Linked DNA regions of Gossypium hirsutum: region 2 is linked to region 1. A link is a contact called in public Hi-C data. All regions are on one chromosome and are shown on one strand. Each heading gives the region's core, a stretch centred on a gene start, on an enhancer-like site or on the middle of the called end of the contact. The rest is flanking DNA. Distances are from core to core; before and after follow the strand shown.

Evidence for each region. A called contact is a pair of places that touch in the nucleus more often than the background predicts.
Region 2: a Hi-C map of leaf shows a contact between it and region 1, with 2.1 times the contacts expected there. The contact joins the promoter of LOC107909854 here to the promoter of LOC107909848 in region 1. A contact is called at or near these places in 3 of 34 Hi-C or Micro-C datasets (leaf and petal).

The regions. Positions count from the first base shown.
Region 1 is chrD02:55,761,006-55,767,606 of Gossypium_hirsutum_v2.1, forward strand. LOC107909848 (teosinte glume architecture 1-like) reads left to right here and starts at 1,736. Exons shown (of 3, transcript NM_001327023.1): 1 at 1,736-1,973; 2 at 2,413-2,549; 3 at 2,621-3,244. The coding sequence starts at 1,762. The coding sequence ends at 3,201. It overlaps LOC107908275, which reads left to right and starts at 4,668. Exons shown (of 1, transcript XM_016835502.2): 1 at 4,668-5,277. The coding sequence starts at 4,756. The coding sequence ends at 5,100.
Region 2 is chrD02:56,273,336-56,280,165 of Gossypium_hirsutum_v2.1, forward strand. LOC107909854 reads left to right here and starts at 2,720. Exons shown (of 2, transcript XM_016837540.2): 1 at 2,720-3,058; 2 at 3,302-3,844. The coding sequence starts at 2,936. The coding sequence ends at 3,790. It overlaps LOC107909855 (nuclear transport factor 2A), which reads right to left and starts at 6,231. Exons shown (of 2, transcript XM_016837541.2): 1 at 5,618-6,231; 2 at 4,101-4,436. The coding sequence starts at 5,911. The coding sequence ends at 4,362.

The DNA of each region.
Region 1 (6,601 bases), core at 486-2,985:
GAAACTATCATTGCAGAACGTGCCCAGCTTCTGTTAGATTTCTCTCAGGTACCCCTTCACCCTTTTACTTACCTCTTTATATATGGTAAGCAAAATACTAATTCAAAGTGCTTCATTCTTTTTAAGAAATTAGATGTAACTCTATACTTTATGTTTATAAAAATCGTAGGGTTGTTTTAGGGGAGAAAGTTTAGGTCTCTTTATTACTTATCTACTAAATTTATTTTAATAAAATTTACATTTGTTACTGTTTGAGATTTACGTGGGTTCAACCTTAAACAATTTTAAAAAATATAAATAAAAATAGACGTGATATAAAAAATATTTTATTATATTTTTTAAACCGTATATATCAATTTTATAAAAATTAAATAAATGTATTTAATAGTAAACTAAAGTGGTTTCTTCTGGTCGTTGCAATGATAACTATATGTCACGGTTGAAAAAGACCCATATGGGCTGTGCCCCTCTTTTTTAGTAAATCAACGGGGTTTAGTATATTCACCAACCTTTGCTCCAAGTTTATAAAGTGAAAAAGTCTCTACTTTGGGAAATACCCACTTAACCTAAGAACAAAAAAACAACTACTAACATGTTCTTTTTGGGGTTCAATACAAGTTCAACATTTCCAATGAATTATTATTTAAGCCCAATTGGGATTTTAAAAAGTTTTAAGAGTTTTGTTTCAATATAAAAAGGAAAAAGAAAAACACATTGTGGCAAAGGCCTTTCTTTGTTTTCCAAAAATATCTTCCATGCTACTTGTGGTTGGGATGCGAGTGCCGACTCCATTGATGTCACACTGTTTACAACATTTCCAATGTCCTATTTTTAAATTCAATTCCCAAAAGCCTTGTTACCTATTAAAATTATAAAAAAAAACTATAAATTTAACTTTAAATATCATAAAAGTTGGGGGGCCTATTACCATTAAGACCGCCTTCCTTTCCTTTCACACTCTTTTCCTTGACAAATGTATGATGTTTTAAAGTTTCTTTTTAATATTCATATATTTATAAAACAACAAACGTAGATAATGAGAGTCATTAAGATCATTCAAATAGCTAAACATCTTGAAATTTTTAAATATAGTCATGTTTTGCTCTTATATGAATCATAATAACATGGCTGAACAGGACAATGGAAGAGTCAACATTAGACTTCTTTTTATACTTCTCCCATTGTAATAGCAAGTATGTTCATGACTCTTTTGACACATTTACAACTTTGCACCATCATTCCCATTCAATTTTTTTTCAAGTTATAATTCAAAATTTCATTTCTCCCATTTAAACTTATTAAGTAGTAAGTATTAATTGTCAACGACTCTTTAATTTGGTCATATATGATGAGTCACTTATAGTAGGCGGATGGATGGATCATTTTTATGAGTTTCCAACCCAACCCAACCAATCATCCCCTTCCTCTTGTTCTTCATCTTGAAATGACCCAAAAAAGGAAACAAACTTTGTAGTCCCAATATATTTTAATAAAACCCAACTCTCCGAAGTAGAAATTTAACATTTTTCTAGATTTGGTTTAATTCCCATTATTTGTTTCTAAGGAACGTTTTTAAGAGGGGCTTGAATTTACGTTATAGTTTGATTAAGGTGATGGGACTGAAGAACAAGAAATAAGAATACATTGTAATGTTTGCAGCGATATTGAGGTGTTTAAAGTCCATTGTAACTCAGCAGGTGAATTAGGAATCGCCAGCCATTGTTGGATTTGAGAGTATTGGTACCGTGAAGGGTGCCATTGATGGAATCAGCACCGTCATCTGCTTCGTTTAAAAGGGCTCGGCCGCCTGGTTCCGGTAACCAAGTACCTTCATGCTTGGTTGATGGTTGCACTGCGGACCTCAGCAAATGCAGGGACTACCATCGACGCCATAAAGTATGCGAAGTCCACTCTAAAACCCCAAAAGTCTCAATTAGGGGTCAAGAACAACGATTTTGTCAGCAGTGCAGCAGGTAACAATTGAATCGCTTTATGCAGATTGAACATGGAGTTTAATAGATTTTGCTTTCCTCAATCATTTTACTTCTTTCCATTGCCTCCTCATCTGCTGATTTTTTTTCCCTATATGGATCGATTCTTGCTTAGCAATGCGTTATTACTCCGAATTTGGGTATTTCCTTTGTGTTTTAAGGTTTATGAGTATGATTTGTTTATCTTGAGATTAGAATCGATAAAGCTGTTTAGTCTCCGCTAAAACTCTCCTTTTTCATGATGGAAATTAATTCTATCAAGTGAGAAATTCTCTTGTGATGCATCATGAAAGTTAATGGCATCGATAAATGTTCTAATGTGATTTGCTCCTTAGCAAGATTCTATCACATGCTTTCATTCTTAGCTTATTTTGTTTCATAAATGGTAAGAGTTTGTTTCTGGTGAATGCAATGTTATTAGGTTTCATTCGTTAGTGGAGTTTGACGAAGGGAAACGAAGCTGCCGGAAGCGTCTAGATGGACACAACAGACGGCGGAGAAAGCCTCAACCTAATGCTTTGACTGTAAATTCTGGAAGCTTACTTTCAAATCCCCCAGGTATGCCTTCATATTCCCATGCAATGGCTTATTTGTGATGTATTTTGATAAGAATTAGACTCTTAACGCAGGGAGTAGATATTTACTATTCAGCAGCCCCCAAATATTTTCCACTACATCCATGACCGATTCTTCGACTGGGGCGGTGAAAGTCAAAACCGATATAAGTTCATCGTTAAACTTCAGCAGCCGAAATAGCTCGTTCGTTGGAGCCTCATCTCTCAACTACAAAGGAGAAAGGCAGTTCTCATTCTTACAAAGTGCTAATTCATCACACCCAGGAGTTTCTGTTTGTCAACCGCTTGTCAATGCTAATCCTTCATCAAGCAATGGTGGCATCAGCCAGAAAATGTTGTTGAATGGGTTAAATCGAACCGTCGAGTCTAATCGTGCTCTCTCTCTTCTGTCATCACAACCGGCTGAGACTCGGGAGATTAGTTTGAGCCCTATGATGCAGTCTGGCTCAACCTCATCCTTGATCCCAAACTTGCAATATAAAGGTCTAGGAATGGAGGGGGAGCAAGTAGGAACCATTTTGGCCACTGATCAAAGTGCCAATACTGATCTCCATGGAAATGGAGTGTTTCGAATCGGACATCCCGGATCATCTGCAAGTGGTACTCACCATAGACTCACCTTCTCATGGGAGTAAATATATGCCATTTCCAACTATATGTTCAAATCATAACGTTTTTCCTTTAATTATGTAGCACTTGTTTTAGTAAGTTCCCAAGGATGTATGAACCTTTTGATATGGACTTGTTTATGAGCCATTTCCATGTACCTTCAAATTATTATTTAATGCAGGCAAATGACACAGTTCTCATTACAAGCTGCCCAAGTTAATTTAACATTGTCTCAAGGTTTCAAACACCAGATCTCAAACTTGAAAGTGATTGCATATGAAGTATGTCTTTCGCTGCAATCAGGGTATTTGAAAGAGATGTCTTTTGATGATGATGGAATTCGATTGGTTCAAATTGGGGTTTGAATTCGAGTAGATCGGATTGGTTTTTTGGATTCGGGTCAGATAGTCATATGATAAAATTTCTGGGTCTACACGATTACTGTGTTAGTGTTCAATATATTTGTCTGTATCTGAATGAAGGTAAGAAAGGTATAAAGTAACTATTGCATTTATCCTATAACATCTTAAAGTGAATTTTTTAAATGAACCAAAGTTAAAAAATGGATAAAGATGTAATGGTTTAAAGTCCATAAAATGCCTTATTTTAATTCAAGTTCATCTATTCCCTTCTTCACCTTTCTTCCAGTATTTTCCAGTGAAGGCAGATGAGAACTGAGTTAGTGTCATACAAACAACAAAACATCACAGACACAACACGACAGCAAATTAATAATAACAAAAATTCAGACCTCACGGGTCCGCGGATTCAGACAATCGCTTGTGGCAGACATGGATTTTGTTTTTCTTTTCTTCCTTAAAAGAACCCAAAAAAAAAAAAAAGAACCGTGGCTTAACACGAAATACCTCAAATATAAAGTCATTAAGAATAAAAAATATGGATTTAATCAAGTTAATGCAATATTTTTAACAGATAATATTTTAGTAGATGAAAGCGATAGTGGATCAAATTCTTTGGGTTAGGTAGAATGCCTAAATGGGGTTAGCAATTAATTTCCATAAAAAAAATTTAAAGTTAAGATTTGGTAGAGGTGTAAATTTGGCTTATATTTTAAAGAAAATTCTGCTTTTAGGTATACCACAGACCTTGACTAAGTTGTGGTACGTTTAAACTGATTCTGATAGTGAAAATAAACAAAGTCGTCGGTCAAAAGTTTAAACAGCTATCAAATAAATCAATACCAATCAGGCTTTAGTAAATTCCTACGAAAAAAGACATCCATTAAAACCATGTTTAAGTAACAAAAAAAAAACCCCTTAAAATCATAACCCACTTTTTCATCACTTCACACATTGAAATAGAACTCTTCTAAAGTTAGTTCCATTAATCTAGTAGTATTCTTCTAGATTCCCAATTGTTGGCCAGTGTTAGATATGCCATTAGGATATGCATTAGATTAGGCACATTGCTTTCTGTCTCTCTCTCTCTCTCTCTTTATATATATAAATATATGTGAGAGCTTAGCCATCTTTATGAGCTACCAAACCAAACCAAACCAAACCAAACCATCTCTTCTCAACTTCAACTAAAAGAGTTCACTTATTCTTAGAAAACCCAATATGGAGTCCTCTAAGAGGAAGGGTTTTTTTTTCAAAGGCAAGTTAGCCAAGTCATTGTCTCGAGTGACCAAGCCACGAGCCACCACTGCTCATCAGCAATGCAGCAAGGTGGTTCCCTATTCCTATGCTAACTCCAACCAACCAACTGATTCCCATGAGCAAATGAGTGTTCCATCCTCAATGCTGAAGGTATCCTATGCGAGGTTGATCAGGCCACCCAGTTTTTACGACCAGAATATGTATGCAAATGAGAGATGGGGTGTTGGCGATGAAAATGTGGATTTCAAGGCCACTAGCTTTATTTCAATCGTTCGAGAACGCTTTAAGCTTGACAGAGTTGATTGATTCCACTGGTATAAAGTACCAGCAAGTTGTGTAGAGAAATGGAATCCTTGCTAAAGCAGAGTTTGGGTAATTTATACAAGCTATATATACTTTTTTATATGCATTAGTATTAGTGTTATGTATTGCCCCATAAAAACTAGTATCCTATTGATATGTGTGATCTTTTGAGTTTTGATACATCCTGAATTTTATACTAGTGTACTAGTTTCTACATATACATAGTTTTAACTTAATTAATTAGTACCCAAGTACTACATATAACAGATCTCCTTTCATTTTTCTTATTCTACTCACGATATTTTATATTTTATCAAAGACACCTTTAGAATAGGGTTTAATAAGTGATGGATCTGGAATTAGTTTCGAGAACCAAATATAAAATTAAATTGTCTAACTTAAAATTTGCAATCTCAACGAACATCTTCTTGCTATAATTCTTTTTTTACTTAATTCATTGCAAACTCAAATTGATTTTTATATCAATTTTTTGGAGGTGCTATAATCTTATATATTACAATTGTTTTTGCCTTTTAACTCATTTCCTAACTTGAATGATTTATTTCGACTTTTGTATCTTGGGTATATTGAATTTAATTTTTTCTAAACAAGCTAATATCTTTTCTAAGCCATAGAAAGCAAAACAAATTTCTTTGCTCAACATTCAAAACTAAGCAAAGACAAGAAATTATCATATAAAAAAGTGGAAAATTTGTAAAGCTTATAAATTTGGAGATGAAAGAAAAATATAAGGTATATATATATATATATATAAAGAGTTAATCTAAAAAACCAAATGAGAATTTAGATAAAATTATTGTGTTAAAAATCATGATGTTTTAAGTTTAAATTCTATCATGGTAATATTTTATATAAAAATATAAAAAATATAAATATAAATATTTTTTATTTTATAAAAAAAATAGGATTTTAATTTTTTTTCCTATTTCAGTTAGTGTATGGTTGACTTCTAATATCAACTTAATCAAAAAATTAAATAATAGTGTCACAACTAATATTAAGTCCTTTACTAAATTTGATGTCACGAGTCGTAACACCAACTCAATTGGTTAAATTACTAATTAAACTTTCATATTTAAAAAATATTATATTATTTTACAAAGATATTTTTGTCTTTTCATATTTTTAAAGAAAATCAATAAAAATTTTCCATGTAAAAAAGATTTGAATCCATATGTTAACATATGGGAATATATATTATAAAAATATTTAAAGAGCTAATAATAGAAGAAGCACACATACCAGATCGTCAAGAAAATATGATTCAATATATTGATCAAGACAAGACCACAAACGAAAATTGTTTACGTATCATAACACTAACTTCGAACAAAAGAATGCTCAAGAATTAAATAAAAGACTAATAATGACACTAATCCTTTTGTTTTCGTTTCAACAAAACATGGGGAACTTGTTTTCCTTTTGTTTTAAAATAATGTCGGTAATGGTTGAGGGACTAACCCCTTTTATGCCATATACCATG
Region 2 (6,830 bases), core at 1,470-3,969, 510 kb after region 1:
AGAAGTCTTCTATGAATACCTATGTACAGATCTCACTAAGTTCTTCTGAACTTATAACATTTACTGCTTGTATATAGGGTAGATGAAGACTCGGGGATCAAGTGGAGAGACCAAGCCAAACACCGCAATATTCGAGTGTTGGGCACAGTAGCTATTTCATGTATACAGAGGGACACACTTAGAGGCCACACCTCGGGGGCTAATATAGTGTAGTTGTAGTAAAGACTCGAGTTGGAAATTTTGTAAATCATTATTTGTACTAACAATGAAGAATAACTATAAAGGCTTAGTACTAAAAGGAATTGAACCTAATTTCAAAAAGAAATTAGTGTATGAAATTAGTCGTTAAACATGGAATTGATTACGGGTTAATTGTTAAAATGATAGATATATGTATACATAATTAAATTTGTGAGTAACATGTTAGCAATTGTTAGGTTATTCAAGTCATTTGTGACACTGATATCCAGACTCGGAAATTGGGTTGGGTTTAGAGTGTTACAATTTAGTGGTACCAGAGCTTCAGTTTAATCGATCCTCTAGACATAGAAAGTTATGAAATAACCCCTATATACATGTTACATTAGATTTGGCTCAGTCTTTTAAGTTTTTATAAATGTGATGAGATTAAATGTTGGTTGGTGGATCATTGCAAGATGAGTGGTAAACAAAAGACAAGGAAAATAAAGATGAGAGTTTCTATTAAAATGGAGAACCAATACAAGTACAAAGATGATTAAGCGACGGATCAGCCATCTCCTCTTTGTTTCTCCCCCTCATCGTTGGCTTCTTCAATGGGGGCGGAAGTGTTTGGCTCGGGTTCTAAAGATAATAAGAGGTTTTGAGATTCCCTCCACCTCTTCTGGAACTCTTCTCATTCAGCACCAGAAGGATTCATCACATCGAAGCCCAGATCAACGTTGTTGAACTGGCGCAAGTAGCCGAAATTCACCTAGCTCACATCAAAAGTCTCGTTAACGACTTGGGTGTGTAGAATATGGTTAGATCTTAATTTGGAATATAATTTGCTATCTCCGCCATGGTATCTGCCTTGTACTATTCTAAGGCCTCCTTGTTCGCCCTCTACACTCTCTCCAAGTCTGCTATGTGTCGTTCCTCCAGAAACTTGATCTGGCTCTCTAGTTGATATACCCTATCCTCGAATTCCATTTTCTGGGAGTTTTACTTAATCTTCCAGATGGAGACAGACATGGCAAACTCATGGATATGATAGGCTGTAACCTCTTGTGTTTGTCGAAGTTGAGCCAGTTCTTGATCTCGAGATGCCAAGGCCATTTCTAACTAGGCTCGTCTAGCTTCACTTCTACTACAACGCTTTCGAAAGGCCCAGCCAAGAAAGCCACATTGATCCACCATTATCTAGTAGGAGTCCATCAACTCTGTTAGTGATGGTTGGTTAGCTTTAGAGGACAAGGGTAGAGTACATTCTTTCAACTCTTGAGGGAGACCACTTTCCTTTCGCTGGCTAATTTCGAGTAGAGAGAAGGGATGCTGACCCGTATTGAAAAGGTCCTTCCATAGGAATAACCTTGATGCCCTACCAGAAGAAGAGGGATTTTTTTCCTTAAGCCAGTAAAGGTGGAAGATGGTATAGAGTGGGCTCTTAAGGCGGACTTTGGGAGTAAAGAGTTAAGTCCATTGGAGTGGCGAACTTCGTTTGTATATCGGGATGAGCAGGGATGACCGATAGAGTAATCTCCCTTTTAGAGCTAACTGGTTTCTTGCCTAGCCTACGGCAGACCAACCTATTGCCACTGCTCTCATTGGTACTATAAGAGCCCCTTTCAGTCCTTCTCCTTTTGTGGCTATTACCAGGCTGCACCCTTGTATCTGCCACTATAATAGCCTCATGTGCCTTCTTCATCAAGGACTCCACGTCCATGTTGGAAAAAATCTACTTTGAAAATAGTTTTCTTGCACAGTAGAAAATTAAAAATTTGAATTTGGCCCAGTTTGTGATATTTATAGCAATAAACTCTAACTGGATACGCACCTATGTTTTCTAATAAGCGAATCCTTGATGGTTCACAGAATTCATGGGTTCTTCACAGAACTTGGCTATATCTCCCTTTTCGACCTCAACCATGAAGTTAACTACTCTGAAAGAAATTTCTTAGACTCTACCATCAAGATCACTCAAAGTCAACTGCGATGCAACCTTTAATAATTCATCCCACAAAACAAGCATTGTTGTTATTGTTAGAGATAGTCAAGGCTTGATAGTTTTGGGAGCCAACGCGCAACTGGTTGCTCATCAACACTTGTGGTTAAAGCCTTTGCTCTAAGGCTAGGTTCTTAACTAATTTTCCTTCACAACTAGCACAATACCATCCTCGAATCCAACAACAAATACTACATTGATGCATTGCTTGGTGAAAATGATACTCCTTGAGAAGTTGCTGCAATTTTTAATGAACTTAACTCCATCATTCCTTCTAATTGTATTGTTCATTTTCTTTTTCTCTTAGGGAAAGCAATAAGGTTGGCAATTGGATTTATTTTTCTCTTAGGGAAAGCAATAAGGCTTGCAACTCGCATAATAAATAATAAGATTCGATTCAGTTCATAAAATTATAATTTATTGAGTTTAAGTTTAAATAAAGTCGAATTAAAATTAATCCAATTTTAATAAAATTAAACCCACTTATCAAATCAAAAACTAGATTTGGAGAAAGAAAAAGGCATAATTGGACTTGGAATGGGTTTTGGATGTGGGTTTCATGAACATTCGCAGAATGGACAGTGGGCCAGACAAGATGACATCATAGCCAAGTGGCCTCAACTTTGTTATAGCTTTAGGGGGTTTAGACATCCATTGCACCTGTTCAACCTCTAAGCGGAAGAAAAATCACTTAACGGCGGCTTTCATCCACCTCCAACAAAGAAAGCAGTGAAATTTCCATGTTGAGAACCAATGGAATCAACTCAAGATATTGAGCTTATCAATCAGGCAATCCAGAAACTCTTAGAAGGTACCACAGTAAAAGCTATCTCTGAAAACGATAATGACCATCTCCTCTCCAGATTGTTCTCTCAGGTATGTACACTACATCAAAAAAAATCCTAATCTTAATCTAAAACCAAATTATTCATTCATTCAGAGCAACTTCATATGAACTAACCAGACCTCGTTTTCAAAACCCCCATTTACGATGCCATTACACTCGCCAACTCCATAGTTCTAATTCCCCCCATCAAAAATGGGTTTTCTTCATCTTGAAGAACTGATTTAAACATCATTGGGATTTATTTTTAATGTTGTCATGCTGTTGTTGAACAGTTAGAATCATTAAAAGAAAATAACACCCTGAAGCAATATGAAGTTGAGGAGTTAAATTTTCCGAGGGCTGAAGATGATAAAGCAGAGGCAAAAAGTGAAAATGGCAGTGGATGTGGGGGAATGGGTGTTGAAGAATTGGTGAAAGAGCTTAAAGCAATAAAGAAGCAGAATACCATAACCCATGGCCTTCTTTCGGTGATGATTGTCGTCACTTTGTTCTGGCAAGTCTCTGAAGCATCACTCCTTCTCCAGGTTAAAAATGGTCTCACTCACCCTTTTAAATCTGTTGGAAGTTGGCTTGTTACACTGCTCAAAGGTCGAGCCAAACCTACACAACAACATTATAATCACCTTGTTGATGCTTCAGCTTCACCTCCCTCTCTTCAACTTCCCGAGTTCCCACATCTGGGATCCAGCGGTAAGGACACTGAGTGGGAGCCATCCAAGGTTTTACCAATCATAGTTTTTGTTTATTCTGTTCAAAAGTGAGTAGCAAAGTATCGAAATAATAATTTTATTTAGGATTCCATCTATTATAATCAATCAATAATCCAAATTCTACTCTCTTTTGCTTTGAATTTTAACTCAGTTTTAAAGATTGTTTTCATTCGGTTTTTCTAATCCAATAATACATCTGTGATTCCAAGATAATCATACGTGCGTGTGTATGTCACAACATTAACCACCCAATGTTTCAAAACCAAGGTCCAGACCCGTGTTATGCGCACGAACAAGGTTCAATCCTTTCAAACGAAAATAATACGAGGAAACAGAAAGAACATTCACAGTGGGCATACAATTGCATATACATATCTTTGATTCATTTGATGGAAAATAAGTAAGTCTCAATCAAAACATCCAATTCACAAGATAGCGTCTTTCACCAACTGAACCAATCAGTCCCTGAAATATGGTGAGATATGGAAACCATAATGGAACACGAAACATAATCAACCCCCAAATAAAACAAAATTCCAAATTTCATTTAAGCCTAAAATAGGCAAAAACGTGTTTTAAATCCTCAGGCATTGTACTCCCATCCCTTGATTAATCATCGTCTTCACGCGTAGTTCAACCTGAATATGTCATTCAACACATAAAAGCTTCCCTGTGGCGTTGGCATCAAATGAAACATCTGATAGCAGAATGCAACATAAAGACAACCTAGGTTAGTAAAGTTGTTAATGAAACTGAACCAAGGCATTGGTGGATGCAATATCTATTAGTTTTCTAAACATAACATTAAAAACATAATGTCTTTGCATTCATAATTTTAGGCAACATAAAACAGTTAACTACTATGTTGCTCAAATTGGGGTGTTAATGTCGATGTCTGAATATTCAATTTCCTAAAGTTATAAAATTTAGAGGATCTTGGAGGCTCATATCCCCATATCTATACCCAAAAATATGTTGAATACAAATGTGTACTTCAAAAAAAATGTAATCTGGGATAAACATTGTTTAACTATCAACATAGATGAAACACATATATAAGTTTGCTCCACGTGAATGAAAGACATAAACCATAAGGAAATCATCAATGTCTCCAGGTGAGGAGGGGGGGTGTGGTAGTGGATTTTCTTTTATATCCAGTAGAGTCGCAAGAAACAACATCAAGGGAGATGGCAGATAATTGTTCAGAGTGAGCACTGAGAGGACCTCTGTCACTTATGCGAAAAGGACAAGTATAAAAATGAAATAAGTACTAGCAAAGGGTGCAATAAACAAAATGAAACAAAAGCAAGCTCTTGAATGCAGAGTCTATAGTACAATTACCTACACAACTACGGCCCACACCACGCTTATAGCAAGAGGAGAGGAATATCCAGGAGCGACAGGGTCCAAATAATTGATGACAAGGAACATGTAAATGTGCAGTTCCAGGTTGCAAAACAAAGTAAAAGTGGAGCAGGTTCTATGGAAAGATGGTGGATCCAAAAACAAATCCACATCTTCCAAAACGTATTATGCACAATGAAATCGGGTTTATAGCCGAAATAACATTTTTTTTACTTTAACCAATCCCATCAATATAGATGCAAAATGAATGAAAAATGTGCAATTCCTGGAACTGTAATCTTAAGCAAATCCGATGAGCATTAAGGCTTAAACATCACAGATAGGACCATTATTAAGATCCCATAGAGAACATTTCGATTACCGCTCCCACTTCAGTCAGATCAAAACACCAACTTAAAAGATCCACTCCACCAATATGAAATGGAATCGTGAAATTAACACAAGGATATAACCGATGAATTCAAGAGTGACACATAAGATCAGCAGTAGATGGCTGAGCTAATAAGAAAATACCTGGCTAAACTTGAGAGCATGCTGCTCGCCAGCGAGTTGGAGGTTACCGCTGACGAATACGAGCATGCCGCCGGAGCCGGAAGGCTGGCAATCGACGGTGGTGATGTTGTGCTTGCACTGCTGGAAAGGAAGGCTGGTGAGCTTAGCCACGATGCTCTGAGAGCCCTGGATCTTTTGACCTTCGAAGGTCAACATGGAACCTTCCTGGTAGAGATTGGCTAAACCGGCCCGGTTGGCATCGAATGTGGAGTAGTAGTGCTCGACGAAGGCCTTGGCTACTGCGTCTGGATCCATCTCACTCTTTTTTTTTTCTTTATATGAAATTGAGTTGTGGCTTCTAAATCACGCCACCAAAGCAGCAGCAGCAGCCAACAGAATGAAGAAGAAGAAGCAGAAGAAGAAAGAGAGGCGACTGGCGAGCCAAGATTTGAGAGAGGGTTTTCCTTTTTTATCTCTCTCTTTTTTTCTTATTTATAATAATAAATAATAATGTGTATTTATAGGAGGATTTATCCAACGGTTCATTTTGAATCATGAAAAAATTAATATCAAAATCAAACAGTGGATGCCTGCCGGAGTGTTTTTCTAAATTTCATTTTTTTCATTTCTTTTATTTATCAGTCACTGTAGAAAGGCCCCTCTCTTATAAACCCTCTTTTCTTTGCGTCAATGTAACGCAGCTAAGCCAAGCAAATTTATTGGTAAATCTTAAGAATAGTCCCTCTACTTATCAATTTGTTTGGATTTAATTCATTACTTTTGTTTGATTGAATCTTTACTTTTTGAATGACTCATTTTCAGTCCATTGGATAACTTTTCTTTCATTAATTCCGTTTAAAATTGAAGTATAATTACCAGTTTAACCTCTAACATTTATAACTTTTGTCAATTTAGCATCTGCTTTTTTTTCCTTTTTACTATCCTGAACCCTTTTTATCTTTTGAGTTTTTATCAAATTGAAAAATTTCCACTACAATTTAACAAAACCATTAGAAATTATACCATATGTACAAGTACATTATAATTTCCGTGCTACTATTTTGTTGTGTATGTCACTCAGCAAGTAATTTAAAATTAAAAAATTTCAAAATATATAAAAATTATAAACATTTTTGTTATACCCCTGCTCTGGTTAGATATGTAACCCCAAGAGAAATGATCTAAGAGGCCCCTACAGATGAACTTCCAGTTAATCACCTCATAATCAACCACT